Linked DNA regions of Mus musculus: region 1 is linked to region 2. The links are chromatin contacts, called in public promoter capture Hi-C maps. All regions are on one chromosome and are shown on one strand. Each heading gives the region's core, a stretch centred on a gene start, on an enhancer-like site or on the middle of the called end of the contact. The rest is flanking DNA. Distances are from core to core; before and after follow the strand shown.

Region 1 (2,982 bases), core at 328-2,827, 140 kb before region 2:
GACTACAAACATCCACACACTACTGCTGTAACTGTGGGTGTAGCTGTGGCTGTCACTTAAGCAGCTGCGGCACATCAGGCTTCCCCAAGTCCAGCACTTGACTCTGCTGCTCCTCGCTGGGCTCTGTGCTCCTCTCCTCCAGCTCTGTCTTCTGGGCTCATGTGCATTCACACCTTAGCCTCAGCTTTTATTTTCATGCACTGGGCTCCCCCCACCCATTAGTTTGCTCTCAGTCTAATATCAGGTGGGTGTGCCAGGAAACCAATGGCCTGCAGTTTCATTCCCTGTAGAAACCTGCCTTTCAGTGGTCTGCTGACAAATGGTTGCTTTATGTTCCTACAGACTCAGTGGGCAGGAAGCAAATATTCAAGTCCAGATGGGATATTTAACCTCTGAGGGAGAAACCCAGAACAGTAGCCAGCCTACACTTACACAGTCAGAGGATCTGAATCTACAGTGGGGCACTTTCACACAGTGAAACAGTCAAAGAAAAGCAGTCTGGACTTCAGCAGGATTCCAGCTAGAAGTAACTTCCTCCAGGCCATTTGGTGAGCTAGCTCTCCTGTGTCTTGGCTACCAATGCCAGCCCTGATAGAGTCTCAACTGTACCCAGACCTTGGCTTCTGATCAGCTTCTGATTCTTGCCCTTCCTTCCCTCAGCAGACATCAAGGAGACACCTGCTATGTAAAGTCTGCCATGCCGACCTTTCCCAGCACTAACTGGCAGCTTATTGTTGAAATGTGGTGCTGATTTAAGTGTTCTTTACTGTAACATGGCTCCAGCCAGCTAAAACAGAAATGCATTTCCTTCCCTTTTGAGGTCTTATCAAAAGTGGGGCAGAGGATCTCTTCCCACTTACCAGTCATGGCAGGTCACTTGCCATGGGTCCTCAGGTGCTCGCCCATGAAGTCTTTCAAACATCAGTGGCACTCTGAGGCTCACATACCCTCTGAGGGTGACAGAATAATGAATGGAGTCTGCAGTTCAAAAACACTACAGCACTAGCACACAGACCTGCCTCAGAATTCACTCTCACTCTGTCCCAGTCTACTGGGGCACCAAGTGGAGGTGGGATATGCTGTGGATATTCAAGTTCGAACCTTTCAAAGAATAAAACACACAGGCCAGTTTTTGCTTGCCTAGACCAGCAGCCTCACTGGCGTCTTAGAGGTATGCCACTAATAGAACAGAGGAAGGGAGCTAACATTTCTTAAAATAAGTCACTTTTCCACTCTGTGCAGACTGTCTCCTTCTTCAGAGCTGATGGAAACCACGGCAGGTCAAGCAATGGGCAAAACTGTTTCCTGAGATGGAAGGTGAGCGCAGCCTCACCTCTGCTGGTCTTGTGTGGTGGCCTGAAACCATGTCTGCCCTTCCAAACTAACCAGAGCCAGCAACCCTTTAGAGTGCTACTTGGTTCTATCATTTGTTCTTCCTACAGCCCTGGAAACAACTTCCTGTTTATCAAGCAAATGCTTCTTTCCAAAAGAGCCAGGGTGAGGCCAAAATAACTCAAGCTGCCCGCAAGCAGGTTAATGAGAGTGCTCACTTTGCTCTCCTATTGTCCTCAGACGTGAAGGTCAGGGTGCCGCAGGGTAGAGGAAGCAGGCTTGGTGCTCTGTTTCCTGGCAGAAACACACAGAGGGCTTCTGGGCGTGCTAGGGGTTCTTTTTACAGTCTGTCTAGCTTGCCAGTGGTCCGTGTTGTACATTTCTTCTCCCAGACTCACAATCCAACACAGCAACGCAATCTATGAGCTCCACCCCCCAAAATTCCCAGAAGCCAGCAACTTCTCACGCTGGTTTCCACCCTGTCTAGCATCACCAATTGGGGTGAACAGCCACCAGATTTCAAGATCTCTTGATAACATGCCTAAGTATTATCTCCAATTCTGCCCAAGGCTTTCTGCATCTGTTCTCTAAACAGTCACAAGTCACTGGGAAGAGAATACAAACAGGTCCCCAGTACCTTCCTCAATGGCTAAGTCTTACACAATTAGAGAAGAGAAGCAAGGCCCAGAATCTGATATGGGTGTGATATGTATCCGTGTCGTTTTAGCACACATGCAGATACACAACCTTCTCACTGTAATCAGGATGCAGAATTACTGCCAGTTTTTCTTCCTGGGGAGTTACTCCTTGGTGAGAATGTCTGCACATGTGCACACAAGTAAGCCTGTCTTACTTAACTCCTGGCTCCAAAAGATACAGAGATATTCTACTACCCCAAAGTTCTCCCTACTACTCTGTCATGTTCTAACAGATACAGTGCTCTTGCCTTAGGACCGCTGTTCTCTCCTGACTTTCTCCCAGCAACATGTGAACTTTGATCGCATTACAGCCTTCTCCGAGTCCTCCCTTGACTGCCCTTTGATTTTATCTTAGTGTGGGTGTTATACTGGCATGCTTCTCTGTGTATCACGTGTGTGCCTGGTGACCACAGAAGCCAGAAGAGGGAGTCAGAGCCTCTAGAACTAGAGTCACAGAAGGTAGTGAGAAACCACGTGGATGCTAAGAATTGAACTCTGGTCCCCCTTCAAGAGCGGCAGGGGCTGTTAACAACTGAGCCAACTCTCCACTGCTCCTCTGGCCCCAGACTTTTCACACTTTATCATCTTCTGACTAATTACACATCTATGTAGTTTGTGTGTTGTTTGTCTCTCCTACTAACAAGTGTCAACAGGGATTTGTGTCTTCTGTATTCATCACTGCTTCTTGTACTTGTGCACTAGCTGGCACATGTGAAGTACTTGACATGTGTATGTTGTTCAGAGAACAGTGGCATGGGAAATGCAACCAGTACAAATGTGGATGCAGGACCCACCCACCAACAGAGTTCTGACCATATATTTTTTTAAACTCACTTTGCCACTAAGCAGGTTTTGTAAACTAAGGGCATTTTCTGTTCTTTTTAAATACTTTTGATACCTAGCCCATTTACATGATTACATGAAGCATGACTGATTTTCACAGGGCTCCGTA
Region 2 (3,278 bases), core at 591-3,090:
TTTGACTAGGCCAACAGTAAACACACTGTAGGGGGTAAGGAGATGCCGGCTTCGGCTCCAGCTGCGGACCTGAGGGAGGGACTGCAACAGGAGGGCGCACTTGAGTCTGTCACAGGGCTCTGAAGACTTGAGGCTTGAAGGGGTCCCACCAGAGGAAGTGAAACTGACCAATCACTCTGCCCGCCGCCACCCTCGGAAGAAGGGCCCCTTGTAGTCTTTGACAGAGAGAGGCAAGGAAAGGAACTTTCAGGTTGCCAATAAGCAGGATACGAGGCCCAGATAAGTCCTGGCAGGGAGGGACTGCTATAAAAGCCAAAACAAGGTAGGCTAAGGTAAACAGCGGCCAGGGGGAGGAGGGGAGGGGAGTCCTGGGTCTCCCGGAGGAGCATGCTTAGGTAGTAAAGGTTTTTCATTAGCCAGGCGGAAGAAAAACTCAAGCTACTGTTTTAAATATAAGGAATGACTACTACGTTAAAAGTATCCATTTAAGTGAGGTATTGAGCAAAGACGAGTTGGGAATTCAAATGGGTTTTGTGGCTTCCATCAAAACTGAATGATTTTCCTTGATACTCTCAATGAAGAAAGATAGGTAAAAGTGCTACCCTCTGAGTCCTTTAAAAAATATACTACATGCGTATACATACATGGTTTCCTAACTGACCTTGGCCAGTTTCACTACTACAGCTCCTCAAATCCCTTGGGAACCAAAGGGCCCAAATGAGTGGAATTCTGTCGTGCCAATCCCACGGTTCCCTTCCCTACTGAAAAGCCCACCCCGAGTTCTAAAAAGCCCACCATTTCAGACCCTCTGACAACTAAAAATAACCAGCAAACCATCTTATCCTAAATTGTTTAACCCTTGGTTAGCTAGTGTCACCAGGAACCCTGAGCCTTGGGACATCTGGTCATGGGTCCATTCCATTTTTTTCCCCCTTATTTCCCTGCTTTCTTCACTGACTCTTCCCATAATCAAGTATACTTCCTCAGGCTTACAACTGACACCATCTCCCCGTCTTAAATAATCAAACGTGGATTCCTTTCTCTGGTATAGGTGCCAGGTCCTTCTCTTCCCGGTGTCTTGCACCCCACCGCACACCCTCAGCCCCATGCCCCAGCCGTCCTGGGAAGCCTGAGGCAGCCAGTTTGCGCGTCTCCCCCATCCTGTGGTCCACATTTCATATGCCCCTGCCCTCGTTCTGATGGTTTCCTAATTGCTGGTTCCGGAGTCTTCCTGGCGTGCAGTCCGCCGGCCCCCAGAGAGTTCCAACGCCTCCTTTCCAGTCACCCCCCCCCCCCGACCCTGCGCACAGCCCTGGGGACCTCTCCGATGTCCAGCTGCTAAGTTCCCGGAGCCCCCCCTTCCGGAACCCCTCCGCTCTGAGGTCCCTGCCTTCTCCCGCCAGCACCGGTCCCCACTGCTGACCCTGACCCGAGCCCCGGGGAATCGCGGACTCCCCTGGCCCCACCGCCCTGCTGCAACGCCCCCCGGGCAGCGCAGCCCGCAGCCGCGCGGTCCCCAGCGCCACTACCTTGGCCTTGGTGACGAGGTGCGTGGCCCGCTTGACCACAGCGAAGTTGCCCTTGCCGATGGTGCGGTCGATCTCGTAGTAGCCGATGCGAGCGGCCATCGACCCGCGGGAGGCCGGGGCTGTGGGACGCGCCGGGACGGCGGCCGGGGGCACTGCGGCGGGGGCTGCCGGGGGCCCCGCGGCGGGCGGAGGCAGCAGGCGGCCGGCCGGCCCGGCTCCCCCTGCTCCGGCCACGGCAACCCCGCCAGCTCCGCTCGCCGCCGCCGCCGCCATCTTGTTGTGCAGTGAAACCTCCGGGGCCGCGGGGAGCCGGCCGGGGGGGAGGGGGCGCGGGGGGGCCGAAAGAGGGGGGTTGCCGACAGACGTCACTCCGGGAGGCGGGGCTCCCGCGCCGCCGGGCGCCCGACGCCATGGCAACCGCGCGTCACGTGCGGACGCGCGTCACTGCCCGAAGCCATGGCAACCGTGACCTCACCGGGCGAGCTCGACCTTCCCGCGTGGGTCCCTGTTCCTGAGGCGCCGGCTCCCTAGTGCCCCCCTCTGGGGAACAGGCATTGAAAACGTCGAGGGTCAGCAGCAACTTCTAAGCTTCCGCCGCGCCTAGCGAGGTAGGGATATGAGATGGGGAGACCCCAGAACCAGACTCCCGATGGCCCCTGGTTCGCTGATGGGATCCCTGCTCCGACCTGTGTCCCAGTTCAGTCATCACCAAACCTCCCTTAAAAGGATTTCCTCGTCACCAAAAATACCAGCCTTGTCCCACTTTAGCCCTGGAGGCCACAGAGGCAGGAATAGCTACAGTATTTAAGCAACTGTAACCAAGTTGGTAGCAAGGCAGGGGAATTGTTCAGCAAAAACTCTTACAAAGCCCAGCTCACTTCGTACAATCAATCTAATAAGTCATCGAACACAGAAGAGTGCGGAAATTAGAGTTTGCATATTCAAGGATGTTGAACCCATCCCAAACATGCGTTCCAGTCTTTGGGTGGGTGAGGGCCAGAAAAGGACCGTCATTTTCCTTCCTGCCACCCCTGACTCGGAACAATTCTCCAGCCAGTTGGTCAGAATCTCTTCACTCGTTTTCTGTTGCTGGGTTAGTACTGGTGAAGTGTGTTGCATTCAGGGCCACGTCATGCTTAAAGATGAGCAATCCGTTAAGCAAAACGAGTAACTAATATAAATTCCATCCCTACTAATGACTCTCCAAGGACATTAAGAGTGATCAAATTAATAACCCCTGCAATAAAACTCATATCCCTCTTTCTTCCCTCCTGTTATCTGACATTCCACATCCTGGGCTGTAACTGAGCCTCTCCCCCTCCTCCTTCCTTATTAAGTAGATTGATTTATCTGCCTCTGGTGGGGATAGGAAATTGGGCTGTAAAGGAGAGATAGCCTTTGGTCCGTTAGAAAAGGAAGGAAGAAGGCTGTGTGCATTCCTCTATATAATTGTATCTCATGTATCCAGTGCTATTCTACCCACACCTGTATCTCCCTCCATGGCACAGGAGTATTGTCACATCTCTGTGCAGTATCAAAAAGTGACATCCAGGTCACTGGGTATGTGAGAAAGGAAATACATGCTTACCCTTTCTGACCACAGGTCTTTCCCCAATGTTCTGATTCCCCCCATGTGACATAAGTAATGGCTGGGTCTAGGATGGGACAGAGGGGTCATCCCACAACTGCCTTGAATCAGTTCCCTGGTGGCTATTTCAAATTGCCAGCACAATTAACACTAATTGGCTC

Evidence for each region. Promoter capture Hi-C pulls out the DNA fragments that hold promoters and counts their contacts.
Region 1: a contact with region 2 is called in a promoter capture Hi-C map of liver. The contact joins the enhancer-like site here to the promoter of Sik3 in region 2. A contact is called at or near these places in 18 of 39 promoter capture datasets (3T3-L1-derived adipocytes, the C10 cell line, the HPC-7 cell line and 12 more), 2 of 15 datasets of contacts at CTCF or cohesin (CD8 T cells and the G1E-ER4 cell line), 28 of 484 Hi-C or Micro-C datasets (3T3-L1-derived adipocytes, the AtT-20 cell line, CD4 T cells and 13 more), 44 of 115 datasets of contacts at active chromatin or transcription factors (the 230-238 cell line, CD8 T cells, the HPC-7 cell line and 26 more) and 4 of 9 other capture datasets (adipose tissue, embryonic stem cells, liver and 1 more).

What each region holds. Positions count from the first base shown.
Region 1 is chr9:46,148,951-46,151,932 of GRCm38.p6, reverse strand. The region is part of intron 3 of Sik3 (SIK family kinase 3); the gene reads right to left. Among named protein-coding and RNA genes, the nearest start is that of Gm46110, 71 kb to the right of the region's middle. Within about 2 kb of position 1,577, at least 120 of the 459 cell types and tissues checked have an H3K27ac peak or open chromatin away from gene starts, as enhancers often do. A contact at or near this core is called in CD8 T cells, the G1E-ER4 cell line, the HPC-7 cell line and 21 more, where this site is marked.
Region 2 is chr9:46,011,382-46,014,659 of GRCm38.p6, reverse strand. Sik3 (SIK family kinase 3) reads right to left here and starts at 1,840. Exons shown (of 25, transcript NM_027498.3): 1 at 1,530-1,840. The coding sequence starts at 1,802. It also overlaps a transcript of Pafah1b2 not described here.